Linked DNA regions of Capra hircus: region 2 is linked to region 1. Evidence: chromatin contacts called from public Hi-C data. All regions are on one chromosome and are shown on one strand. The core of a region is the stretch at or near the end of the contact, and the rest is flanking DNA. Distances in the headings are between cores, read along the strand shown. Region 1 holds the start of ATF7IP (activating transcription factor 7-interacting protein 1). Region 2 has its middle 79 kb from the start of ATF7IP.

The links. A called contact is a pair of places that touch in the nucleus more often than the background predicts.
Region 2: a Hi-C map of blood shows a contact between it and region 1, with 2.8 times the contacts expected there. The contact joins the enhancer-like site here to the promoter of ATF7IP in region 1. A contact is called at or near these places in 3 of 5 Hi-C or Micro-C datasets (all in blood).

The regions. Positions count from the first base shown.
Region 1 is chr5:94,093,081-94,099,834 of ARS1.2, reverse strand. ATF7IP (activating transcription factor 7-interacting protein 1) reads left to right here and starts at 4,492. Exons shown (of 15, transcript XM_018048451.1): 1 at 4,492-4,667.
Region 2 is chr5:94,170,868-94,178,408 of ARS1.2, reverse strand. No RefSeq gene overlaps it. Among named protein-coding and RNA genes, the nearest start is that of ATF7IP, 79 kb to the right of the region's middle. Within about 2 kb of position 2,083, at least 3 of the 5 cell types and tissues checked have an H3K27ac peak or open chromatin away from gene starts, as enhancers often do.

The DNA.
Region 1 (6,754 bases), core at 3,243-5,742:
GGATCTTCATGACCCAGATAATCACGATGGTGTTATTACTCACCTCGAGCCAGACATCCTGGAATGTGAAGTCAAGTGGGCCTTAAAAAGCATCACTACGAACAAAGCTAGGGGAGGTGATGGAATTCCAGTTGAGCTCTTTCAAATCCTGAAAGATGATGCTGTGAAAGTGCTGCGCTCAATATGCCAGCAAGTTTGGAAAACTCAGCAGTGGCCACAGGACTGGAAAAGGTCAGTTTTCAGTCCAATCCCAAAGAAAAGCAATGCCAAAGAATGCTCAAACTACCACACAATTGCACTCATCTCACATGCTAGTAAAGTAATGCTCAAAATTCTCCAAGCCAGGCTTCAGCAATACATGAACTGTGAACTTCCTGATGTTCAAGCTGGTTTTAGAAAAGACAGAGGAACCAGAGATCAAATTGCGAACATCCACTGGATCATGGAAAAAGCAAGAGAGTTCCAGAAAAACATCTACTTCTGCTTTATTGACTATGCCAAAGCCTTTGACTGTGTGGATCACAAGAAACTGTGGAAAATTCTGAAAGAGATGGGAATACCAGACCGTTTGACCCATGTCTTGAGAAATCTGTATGCAGGTCAGGAAGCAAGTTAGAACTGGACATGGAACAACAGACTGGTTCCAAATAGGAAAAGGAGTACGTCAAGGCTGTATATTGTCACCCTGCTTATTTAACTTCTATGCAGAGTACATCATGAGAAATGCTGGACTGGAAGAAACACAAGCTGGAATCAAGATTGCGGGGAGAAATATCAATAACCTCAGATATGCAGATGACACCACCCTTATGGCAGAAAGCAAAGAGGAACTAAAAAGCCTCTTGATGAAAGTGAAAGTGGAGAATGAAAAAGTTGGCTTAAAGCTCAACATTCAGAAAATGAAGATCATGGCATCCGATCCCATCACTTCATGGGAAACAGATGGGGAAACAGGGGAAACAGTGTCAAACTTTATTTTTCTGGGCTCCAAAATCACTGCAGATGGTGATTGCAGCCATGAAATTAAAAGATGCTTACTCCTTGGAAGAAAAGTTATGACCAACCTAAATACCATATTCAAAAGCAGAGACATTACTTTGCCGACTAAGGTCCGTCTAGTCAAGGCTATGGTTTTTCCAGTAGTCATGTATGGATGTGAGAGTTGGACTGTGAAGAAAGCTGAGTGCCGAAGAATGGATGCTTTTGAACTGTGGTGTAGGAGAAGACTCTTGAGAGTCCCTTGGACTGCAAAGAGTTCCAACCAGTGCATTCTGAAGGAGATCAACCCTGGGATTTCTTTGGAAGGAACTGATGCTAAAGCTGAAACTCCAGCACTTTGGCCACCTCAAGTGAAGAGTTGACTCATCGGAAAATACTTTGATGCTGGGAGGGATTGGGGGCAGGAGGAGAAGGGGACGACAGAGGATGAGATGACTGAATGGCATCACGGACTTGATGGATGTGAGTCTGAGTGAACTCTGGGAGTTGGTAATGGACAGGGAGGCCTGGCGTGCTGCAATTCGTGGGGTCACAAAGAGTCGGACACAACTGAGCGACTGAAATGAACTGAATCTTTGTAAAAACATTACCAGATAAGGGAAATTTTTACCATGCCCATTTCCTTTTTCTGAAACCATTTGGCTAGAGAAATTTAGAACATGTAGTAAGAAGCTGAGCGTGCATGTGTGCTTAGTTGCTCAGTTCAGTTCAGTTGCTCAGTTGTGTCAGACTCTTTGTGACCCCATGGACTGCAGCACATCAGGCTTCCTTATCCATCACCAACTCCCAGATCTTGCTCAAACTTATGTCCATCGAGTTGGTGATGCTTAGTTGTGTCCAACTCTTTGCAAAGCCATGGGCTGCCACACACCTGGCTCCTCTGTCCATGGGGATTATCCAGGCAAGAAAACTGGAGTGGGCTGCCATACCCTCCTCCAGGGGATCTATTCAACCCAGAGATCAAACCAGGGTCTCCTGCATTGCAGGCAGAGACAAGATTTTAATTCAGGTAGTGTATCTTCAGAGCTCATTTTTATAAGCACTAAATTAGACTGTTTCTAACAGTACTTAGAAACTCTAGCTTTCCTCTTTAACTGTTCCTTTCTCAAGTTTATATTGTTTTTCAAAAGTTTTATTTTCCTCGTTCAATTGCTGCTCAATTTCTTCATTTTAAAATGTTTACTATTTTAGGTTTCTGTCTTTTTGTTTTTTGGAATTTTCTCTGTGACATTGCTTTACTCCACTTTTTTTCTAGAAGAGTATTCAGTCTGTATGTATAAATAAGCCCATCACGGAGGGTAAAATATATAAATCCTTCAGTACTTACTGGTAAGTAGCTGCTCTACACCAAATATCCCTCCTACCAGCCAGTCTGTCTCAATGCTCAGCTGAAGAATCCCTGGACCTCTCCAGAAACCTACAACTAGAAGTTTCAGTTCAGGTCAGGTCAGTTCATTTCAGTTACTCAGTGGTGTCCGACTGTTTGCGACCCCATGAATCACAGCACACCAGGCCTTCCTGTCCATCACCATCTCCCGGAGTCCACTCAAACTCACGTCCATCGAGTTGGTAATGCTATCCAGCCATCTCATCCTCTGTCGTCAACATCTAGTAAATTAGGGGTCTTCAAACCTTCTTCTATTCTAATTGGTCAGTGCCTGGTACCACAAGGATTGATAAATATTCTAAGTATCATCCTATTATAAATTTAAGCCACACCTTTTCCTCTTTACAGTGCCTTTGCATTTCTGTTTTACCTAACTTGAATCTTCTTTCTTTTGTACCTATTCTGACAGCCACTTTAAGTTCTACATTATGAGTCAGATCAAGTATCACCTATTCTGTGAAGTTTTCCTACATTCCACAAGAAGATTTATGTTCTCTTGTTTTATATTTCTTTTATTTTTAGTATATAACCTCATGATTGTAATGACCTCATAATGGGAATCTGTATATATGACTCCTTCCTGATTAGAGGCAGTGTCATTTCCTCTGGGCATCTCTAGTGCTTCGGAAAGTGTGTGAATAAAGAATAAACGATGTACTTGTTGATTGAAACAATGAATGATTGGTTAGATTAATCAGCAGGCAGAATAGCCAAAGAGCCTATAAACATGTCATTGAGGATATATGGGGGAAGATTAAAATACAATAAAACTAAGTGGAGTTTTGGGGCGGCAAGTCTAGAATATGAGCAAGAAAGAAAATTGCCCAACTGGTGAGTTCATGTTCAATTATTTGTCATTAGCCAAGACAATTAAGAATGAACTATTATGAAAATTATTCCTTTTTAGTTGCTTATAGAAGACAAAGAGAAAGCTAACGAACTCTACCAACCTCATTTCTTATTATAGAATTTTAAATATTGATAGATTTGTAATTTGCTGAGCATCTATTTTATAATCGAGCACTATGTGTTAAATTATAATACATAATTTGTTATAATTGAGCCTCTATTTGTAATTTATTGAGCACCAGTGTACTATATTCTGTGCTAAGGACAGAATCAAATTATAGAAATAAATATTAACCACCCCACATTAATTTCTAATTATTTACAAAAACCTCCTGTTAACTTTTTTGTCTCCTCCACTGTAGTAGAGATTTCTTAAAGACGGGCAAAGTAATATAGGTCTGGAACACACTCATTGCTAAATAAATACTGAATGAATAGATTAAGCATCAGGGTTTACTAATGATATTAAAAAAAAAAAACCTCACTATCCATTTGTCAGTCTGCTTTTGCTTTGCAGAACACATTTACATTTATCCAATCATTTAGCCTCCTCAACTGATTTGAATTACAGTTATTATCATTTTGGAGATGAGAAAACTGACTAACACTTATTCCAAGTAACAAGCAAGTAAGCAGGAGTAACTGGACGTAAGCCCAGATTCTTCAAAAAACACGAGCAGCTTTTTTTTTTTTTTTTTTTTATTGCACTCTGTGGCCTTCATGAGGGTTTGGCTCGCAGTAAAAAACTAAGTAACAGGGATACAACAGGTTGAAAGGTACAACTGGAAGCGCTTGTTCTGGCAGAGAACAACTGAAAATAAAGATGTGTTTGCGCCATTCTCTCGTGACTTACACAGTTTAAAGTATATTTTCCGAGTTTTTAATATACACGATAAAGTAACATGCTATAGTCTTTTTCGAAAACCTTGCCCTAGCTCTTTTAACTTTCACCCACCTATTTCCTTCCTTCTTTACTGAGGCTCATAGAGGGCGCTCACAAAGTGCTACTCACCGGTTGAGCGATGCGCCACTCAAAAAACACACCTCACTGCAACTAAAGGGCGCAGCGCCACCACCTCAGACTAGCTTCTCTTTTCCACGGCAGGAGGCGGGGCCAATATTTCTCATTCAAATAAAAACCCTGGAGATTTGCATGGGGAACAGCTAATCCGGGAGCCTATTGGCTGAAAGCACGGCGGGCGTGGCCAATATTACGACCACCGAGCCCCGCCTACAATAATTTGCATAACGGCCCCGGCGCGTGCAAGGGAGAAGCGGGTTTGTTTTTGAATCTGCGGAGGCGGCGGCGGAGGCAGCGGCGGCGCGGCGAGTGGGGAGCGCGAGACTGAGGCGGCAGCGGTGGGGACGGCTGCGCGGGACGACTCTGTAGGACGGAACTTGGTTCCTCCTGCCTCATCTCCCGCCCCGAAAGGTATATGTGAGTCCCAGGGGCTGTTATAACCACATTTTGTTAAATTACTATTGTATTTCTTAAGAGTCAAGACCGCATTATGGCGGCTGCGGGAGTTGTGTTTGCGCCTGCGCGGTTGCGGAGCTGCGGGCGGGCGCTGCATGGGAGCACGTGATCTTGCGGGGTCGGGCTCTAGCTGCAGTTGTGCAGCTGGCGGGGCGGTGGCTGCGCAAGCGCAATATTCATTTTCAAGATCTAATGTTCTTGGACGCCATTCGGGTTCTAGATTTAATTTTTTTCATTCTTGAGGGGTTTCGTTTTGTTACACGGGAATTTCTATATTTTTCAAAGAAAACGTTTCTCTTATGCTGTATTCCTGTAGCGACCTGAGAGTTTTTTTGTGTGTGTGTATTTCTCCTATTTTCTGAGAAGCTGTGGACTTAATTTTGTGTAAAAATGATTGTCCATTTGTGGTTCTCGATTTTAATTTCACTTTAAGTGTATTGCCGGATTCACGTTTATATTTAGGGAGCTAAAGATCAGCACCTAGTGGTGTTCTCACGGGAAGTGCAATTATTTGAACTGCATATTTGCAACTACATTTTTAACCCTATCCTTACCAGTTCTATTATGGAATGTTTTCAAAATAGGAACAGTTTAAGGTTTGGAAATATGAGAGGGGGGGGACATTGAAAGAATCTATATAATGTTGTTTTAAAAAGAAATCTTAATCTCCTTAAGTGTTTATATTTTTTTAAATAATTGGATCTTCAGTCGGTGGAGTTTTAATCAGTGGTGTGCCTCTGACCTTGCTTGCATTTTTTCTATTTTTGATTGCATGTCTAGTACTGCTTCAGTTAGATTATATTTGTTACTTTGACTTTTAAAATTGTAATGATATGTAAAATATAACTCAAACTCGGTAAATTTTCCTGATAAAGAATTCTACAACTACCCTGAGGCCTTTATGAGGAGATTGTGAATCATCAATAAATCAGTTGATTAAAAAAACAGCCTGCTATATATAAATGTGTGTAAGATACAGTTTGTGTTTGGTTTTTAAAGTTGTCTGTTCCTGGTTTTAGTTTCTTAAAGTATCCTGATTATTTTAGTTTAAAATGGTAGTGTCACTATATTTAAATCTTAGGTAAGCCTTTGGGAGAAGTTTTATACGATTTAATAGAATTCCACCATTGTGCAAATTATTTCTTACTGGCCTGAAAACTTGTAAATGGTTGTCATAAATGTCATCTTTGTCTTGTATATGCAACAACTGTTTTCTTGGTTATGTAACTCTTAAAATTAGTCACTTGTCAAATGAAGAAGTGGCTGTCGCTTTATAATCTTCGTTGGTTTAGGGACTTTATTGCCTACAGGTACTGTTAATAAGAATTAAATAGATGTAGTTGAAAGGAATACTTTTGGTTGATGGGTTTTTAAAAAAATGACATCACACAGGGGATAGAATGCAGTGATAGAAATAATTCTTTTTTTCTGAACAGAGTATTTGTTGTTGTGATATAATTTTTGAACCTCCAAGTCTTTTACACAGAAATATATTTAGAGGGCAGTTGTGTGATTTTTTTTTCCCCCCTTTTATGCTTCCAGGTTGATTACCCAGCACACCCCTTCCATCTCCAGATATAATTTCAAATATTTAGGAGTTGAAACATGTTTTTTTCTGTGTCTGTGTATGCGTACATAGTAAGGTTAAGAAAAGAACTTCTGTCTAGGACACGTTTCATTCTGCACTTCTCAGAAAAGTGAAATATTTTGTTTTATATATTTAAACTTATGTTTTCATTTGCATATACAAATGATTGCCTCAGGTTAATGTTGAAGCTTACAAGAGGCACTTGACAACACTGAAGAACATAACGAACTATGTAAATATGTATTGGTAGGACAGTTTTGCTGTTTTGTAGTGATGGGCACTATTTGTTAGAAAGGCAAGTATAGTTCTATAAACTTAAAACTAAGAATAATGTACTGTTTGAACGTCTAATATTTTTTGTTCATTAGTACTCTGAATAACAGGCATGATTTGGAATTTAAGTTACTATTAAGACTGAATAAATACTGAATTAATTCTGTTACTGGGAGTCACT
Region 2 (7,541 bases), core at 834-3,333, 81 kb before region 1:
AATTAACTTACCTGTTCAACAAATATTTATTCCTTGTTATTTTATTTATTTATTTATTTTTGGCCAGGTACTCTTCCAAAAGCTGATTATATAGTTCTGATCAGATAGGCATGGCCCTTAGGGGATTTAGAAAGCTAATGAAGGAGAAAAAGAATATTCAAGAAAACAAATATACACAATTGTAAGTTACAGTGATCCTATAACAAAAAAAGAGAGGATGTCATATAAGAAGATAACAAGGAATATATTTTTATATAAGGAATCTACTTTTAATGAAGTAAAAGAAATCTAGTTTTAACCAGGCAGGCAGGCTTCTCTGAAGAGGTGGCATATAAGAAAAGGCTTGATAGGTGAGGCTTAACCATGAACAGGAGGAACTGGAGGAGGGAGAAGCATTTTAAGCATGTGAAACAGAAGGTGTGAAGATCCTAAAGTAAGCGATATCTACCAAAGAGAAGGCTGATCTGAATTACCTGATCTCCTATACAGCAATATACTGCTTTTCTTTCCACACCAACCAGCTAAAATTTGTAAATCTCATAAGTCCAATGACTCGATTCACCTTTTTTATGTAAGTTTTTCTTTCTCGGGGTAGTGAATCACTAGACAAAGCCAGCCGTCTTTTAGTGCATTTTAAAAGTAGCTTTTCCAGATCTACTGTTATCATTGGCTTTTTTCCAGGGCTTTATGCTCTACTGAAACTAAACACTTAAATGAGCAATTTAACTCGGGTTTTTAGCCTAGGAAAAATGACGTTTTTGATTCTGTTTTGAGATGTAGGGCTGAATTTTAAGTTGCTCAGTTATAATTAATCCTTTGTAACACCGCAGAAGCAAAACATCTGTGATCCTTGTTCAGTAAAACAGCCCTGTACAAACCACGTAAGACAAAATGCACACGAAACAAGGCATTGAGGACGATTCTGAGTAAAGCAGCCCAGTGTTTGTGCTTCGACATATAATTGAGACAGGCTCAAAAGGCCTTGCGACATCGTGACACACTGCTCACTTTGGCCAGCAGAGGGAGACCAGAGAGTCGTCAAGCACCTAATGGAGCCACACCCCGAATATGGTTGCTTATTATCTCTCTTCTGATATTTTAAAACCACAAGAAGAAAATGAAAAATTCTTGTCCAGAAAACGCTTAAATTTTAAGACTGAGGTAAAATCCACATAACAGAAAATTAGCCATTTTAGAGTGTACATCTATTACCTCCACAGTATTGCATAATCAGCCCCTTCTCTCGTTCCAAAACATAAGAAATGCTTACATTTCATACAAAGAAAACTTACAAAAGCCCAGCCCTGTCCTCTCCTCATTCCGTCACATTCTGAGTTTTGCCTCCACCTGCATTACGTTAGAAATGGTTCCCGCGCATTCTCCGAACAGCCTTCTCCACTAAACAATTCACAAAATCTGATCCAGGGTTAAAATTACATGTTCAAAAACCAAAACCATCTCAAGTCTTCAGTTTTTTCTCTGGGAATCGTGAGGTTACAACAGCCAGTACAAGTAACTGTTTAAAAATTCTGTACATATTATGTTTTGTCCTTTCTCAACAAAGAAATGAATAAATTATGTTTATTTACATAGTTACAAAACAAATTAACAATGTAATACACCAACACCTTTCAGTCTTTTATGTGAAATTTAAAGTTCTTTCCATCTAGAGTGAAATTTTAAGATATTTCTAGGTTAGAACGAGAGCCAAGATTTTAAGGGCACCATGTCAATTGGTTAGATAACAAATTTGGAAGAAAAAAAAAAAAGAAAACAGTTAATGTCGCAAAAGCTTAAGGTTTACAACCTAAATCCACTATTTTATTAAAGAATTTAATCTATTGCATGGGGCCTTGGCCCAGGGAAGGGTAAAAAAATGCCAAACTGGAGAGGCAGGGGGAGGGGAATTGCTGGTGGTGACTCTGGGAAAACAGGAGGGAGGGAAACTGAAGAGCAAATGAGGCCGGATCCGCCCTAACAAAGAGGCAGAAACTGTGTCTCAACAGCCACCAAATCCAGTTCAGGGCGGTTTGAGCCAGTTTCTGAGCTGGATTGAGAACAACAGCCTCGGCTGAGACTTGACGAGGGTGAAACAGAAAATACAAAATGGACTTCGCAGTGAGAAGTGGAATTGGCTTGGACTCGCAGGAGCCTAAAGCTGTTTCCTGGAGTAGCAAAGTCAGATAAAATATAAGGCCTGGAGCCGGAACAGCGACCTACTAAATAAGTAAAAACGACAGAGCACTGCCTTTGTGTCTGAATCCAGTCCGCATTTTCCCTCATACTTCCCCTAATTGTGGCTGGTGAGGGAAAAGGGCCTCAGGGTATCAGTTTTCAGAGAAAGCTGGCTGCGGTGTGGGGGGAGGGGAGGATTGTGTGTAGGGTGGTTTAATGTGTATCCCGGGGGGTTGGGGGTGTAGAATGTGTGAGAGTCTGAAGGAAAGGGAACACTTCACACCCTGCAGTTCACACCGCCTCTCTGCACCTCTGCTGCATTATTGCACAACCTCAACATACACCGCACAAAGGTGTCTTGGGAGCGCGCTACACTCTGGATACTTGCACATGTAATTACCAGGCTCCTTCGGCTCTATGCATTAATGACAATACACGAATCAGGACTGTCCACATGCTCTTCTCAATTCGTGCCCTAAAATACATACAAGCCGTACATACACTCTCAACCAAGGGACACAGCAGTATTAGGTAACAGTGGAATGATAATCCTATCCTCGCTTCCCCTCCCCCAGGTGCCAGAACCTCGGACATCTGATCAGTCCCACCCTGAAGTGGCTCCTCTCAGAGTCCAACAGTCTGAGCTGTGGCCCACAGCTGTCCATGGTGTGCACATCCTGCGGCCAGGTTGGGCTCAGAGCCTTCCTGGACCACTTACATCTCTTGATTCCCCCCTAAACTCCAAAGGCTACGTAGGAATTCTAGCCAAAGTCCGGATTTAGCGAGGTGTGAGGTGTGGGGGAGGGGAAGAGCAAACTTGGGGGTGGGGTGCTAAATTCCCTGTCCCCTGAGTATCCCAAAGATGTTTAGACTCTTCCAGAGGCAATAGATAAGTGGCTCCAGACCCCAAGGCTTGTTTGAGTTGGAAGGCAGCCCTGGTGTGGAGAGGACTGTGGGGACCCCTGTGAGTGTACAGATCTCTCTCTCTCTCACACACACACACACACACACACACACACACACTCAAAGACATTCAATTAAAACCGGGTCTGTAGAGTTTCCAAATACCCTGAGAGATTGGGGGAGGGGAGAGGGAGAAGGTCAAACTAAAAGACGTCACCGTGCTATTTTTATCTTTATACCATAAATGCATGCATAGGTGGACCATTGAAACACATTCACTTTGCATTATTTATGTTCGCCAATCTTCCATAAATGAAGCTTGTTACTAGCATGCCCTAGTTGACGCTATTACACAAATAGATAACTTACGCAGCCCTTCTATATTCATTTCATTAACTATTAGATTGGGGCTGATACAGATTCTGCCAGAAGGTTTTTGTTGGGGTTTTTTTCTATTTGTTTTTTAGTAGGGGCAGTGTTTCTCCCCACAGGAACAAGCAGAAGGCTACAGAGGAGATGAAGGTAATAGAAGTAAACAGAATCATAATACCGAGAGCTTGCTATAAAGCTAGGCACAATAACAAGTACTTCATATATTAAAGTATGTTATTCAGTATTCACATATACCTCTGAGTTAGACATTATTGTTCCCATTCTAGAGATGAGGAAAATGGAGCTTGGAAAGATTAAGTGTTTCATCAAATTCATCAAATTAAGTGGCAGACCAAGATTCTGGTCGAGTCCTTGTTTTTAACCCCCTGTTAAACTGCCACCTCGCTGGCAAATAGTCATAGACTTTTTTTCAGATCCCATTGGTGTCTGCCTACTTTGGGCTGGGAGGTAAGATGGTAAAGGTGAGAGGGGAGGATTGCTTCAGCGATGAGGACGTGGTTCCTGCCTTCAACAAGCTTTCAATCTAACGGCTGTTTTTTTCAAGGACAATTCAGGACTACCGTACAAGGAATTATTTTTTTCTGCCTCTGGGTCTCAGAGGCCATCTGGGAATTATAGTTTGGAATTTCCCTGCCATTTCCGTGCTGTGTGGGAGGAATGTTTGAAGTCAGGACAACCCTGGTACAAGCAGGCAGCATGGGCAGGCCGGGTAGAAAGGGGCAGGGCGAGGCCGCTGGGGAGCCGTAGCCATGGCAACCCAGCCTGCTTTCCAGAACAATGTCTCCAGCCAGGAAAACGGCTCCAGAGAGCTTTCTCTTCATAATCCCTGCGGCCCGTTGGGCCAAGGAATGCACCAAGGGGATCCTTTTTTTGTAGAGAAACGACTCTTTACAAGACCCAGAACAAAGGAAGACATTTGCTGTATAGGGTCTGTATTTGTTTGGAATAAAATCAACAACGCGGAGTTACTTAGTTCCTCTTCACTGTTCAGAGGAAACGAACACAGCTTTGTTACACAAGCTTCCTATTTGGGGATAATATTTAACTTTTGTTTCATCCCCATTTTACAGATGGGAGAGTAGTAATCATGAATGAACTGGCTCTCCGTAAAACTATCATTAAAACACTGGTGCGTCCTTTCAGAAGACCTCGTGAAGGGGACCCTGCCTTTTTGCATAATTTATGCTCATTCTACAGATATTGTGAACAGAGTTCCTGTCCACGTGCTCAGGGGCCCGGGAGCTACCGGGCCTCCTAGGACTCCGGTCCTTCCCACTCTCTACTTCCAACCACTCGGCCCTCCCCCTCCCCCGCACCAGCAACCGCAGCCTGGAGGAGGCGGTGAAGGGGGAGGAGGAGGAGGAGGAGAGAAGAGGAGGAGGTGGGGGAGGGGGAAGAGGGGTAAGTGAGTGGGAGAGAGAAGGGAGGGGAGGGGAGGGGAAGGGAGTGGAGGGGGAGGGAGTGGAGAGGAAGGGAAGAAGGAATGAGGAAGACATTCCAGCCCCACCCCTGCAAGCCTCCAACTCCAGCCAGTTGGGAAACTCCTGCTCAGAGAGCTGAAAGAAGACAGTGTGTCGACCGGTGACGACTACTCCAGGCTTTCAAATGATCAACAACCAGACTACACCCTGAGCCTTGAAGACTGTAGCTTTGCTGAGCCAGGGCGTGACCTCCCTAAAGATGACATCAGGGCCACGGAAGTCAGTCCCCACCCGCAAAACCGAGAACAAAACTTAATACAAGCTCAATAACAAACGATCTACCATAAAAGCCCAAACTTATAAAGAATGTAATTTTTAAATGTAAATTTCTGGCAATGTGAGCCAGAAACAGTAAGAGCTCAGCTACTTCGTGGCAGTAAAAAAAAACCCCGCTACCTGATTTTGGGTGCCCCCCCCCCCCACCAGGAGCCCAATCCCTTGTAAAGTCTCTAAGACCAAAATCAGATTGGCCTGCCTCTATGTCTCCCCATTGTGCAGTGACTGGGCAGGAAGGAAAACAGGTTACCTTCTCTGGGTGACTTTACAGGAATTGCCTGAGCGACTTCCTTAAACTACACTTCTCCACTGCATCCCCAGATTTTTTGTTGCCAGAGGATGACCTAAAGACAGATGTCACCCCCCAATATGGAACAAAGCTGAGAACTCCTGCCAGTGTCACCCTTGTAAGGAGTTCGTTGAGTGACCTTTGATTCTAAATTAAGGCCTCAATTTGTTGACCTTTCTCCTGGTAATGTATTTCAGTAGATACTGCTAATTTACCCTGCTTTAGGAGTGTAAACAATGGATCTTTACAGTGAATTTTTTGCAACTCAGAGTATTTACTAGAACGCAGGGACGTAAAATCCCTCTCCCCAAGATTGATCCTTGTAGTATTAAATATCCATTCAACATTCATTGAACAATTCTTAAGAATCAAGCACTATGTTATTTTTCACTACATTAGAACTGTGGATTTTTAAAATCACATAAAACATGAAACTTACTTTCAGAGAGCTTACAGGCTGGGAAGGCCGATACTCAGGAAGTCAGCTATTACAGAGTGGTATGATACATGCTTTGTAAAAATTGGAACAAGAAGATATATGTGGGAGAAGAAAGGGACATGAAAAACAGTAAGGCTAGGTGGAGCAATCAGATAACTAGAGGGCTTCCTGTCAGGAGCTGGAAAATAAGATGGAGTTAGCTAAAGTGATACTAGAGCTCAGAGTCAGAACTGAGTTTTAGTTCCAGATTTATCAGTCTGTCACTTATCAGGCAGACATTAAAAAAATAAAAAAATAAAAAGGGTAATAAAGGGCTTCCCTGATAGCTCAGTTGGTAAAGAATCTGCCTACAATGCAGGAGATCCCGGTTCAATTCCTGGGCCTGGAAGATTCTTTGGAGAAGGGATAGGCTACCCACTCGAGTATTCTTGGGCTTCCCTTGTGGCTCAGCTGGTAAAGAATCCACCTGCAATGCGGGAGACTTGGGTTTGATCCCTGGATTGGGAAGATCCCCTGGAGAAGGGAAAGGCTACCCACTCCAGTATTCTGGCCTAGAGAATTCCGTGGACTAGTTCATGGGGTCTCAAAGAGTCCAACTCGACTTTCACTTTCACTTTCACTTTTAGAACAAAGGCAAGGCAAGGAACCTGAAGTCCAGTAGGTCAGGAGCTTTGCAGGACTGGAACTAGAGGACTGGCATAGTAGAATGATCTATTCCCTCACCCAGGAGGGTTCCATGCATCTCGTAAGAAGAAAACCCACATCGTAAGTATGAAGAATCCTGCAAATTTAGCTATTGAGCAGCAGGTCTCAACACCGCGGCACTTTTAACATTTCAATATACTATTTATAACGTGATGTTTATTAGCACAATTACACATTATTAGACCTGATATCCAGTATGCTTGCCTGGGAAGTCCTCTGGACAGAGGAGCCTGTGGACTATGGCCCATAGGGTTACAGCATTGGACTCGACTGAAGTGACTTCGCATGCATGCAAGACCTGAAATCAGAGTGCGATTAAATACCTGATGCTGGGTCAATACTGTTTTCACTGAAATTTTCAGTTAATTTGCCAAGATCTGTTCACATATGTTACGCTAAGATCTAGCACCAGCAATTAACGTTTGATCTATTCAACCACTTCTGCTCTTAAAGACAATAACAACAAAAGAGAGATTCCTTAAGAAGTCTGCAAATGTTAGAGGGTAGAGTGTTTTCAAACTGCAACTACAATTTCTGGTCCCTCCAGCCAGCAGCGTTTTCAGACACTGCTTTTCTTCTTATGGTAATTCACTAGTAATGTTCACCGAATATTTCTACATTTCCAGTTTCTGATTACAACATAAGATTGCATCATCTGACCACTTTGAAATTAGTGGTATGTTTACTTTGGTCAATAAAGATAGAGGAAGTGATACATGTCACTTCCTGGAAAAAGCTTTAAGACCTAGTCAACCATTAGCAGCCTTTCCATCCCACTTCTGGAGAGATCACAGAAGCAATGTTGAGATGAACCTCTTTCAGCTGGGGTCTTCTAGCCAAACCCATTGGTAGGTAGTATGAGAGATAAATGAACTTTTGG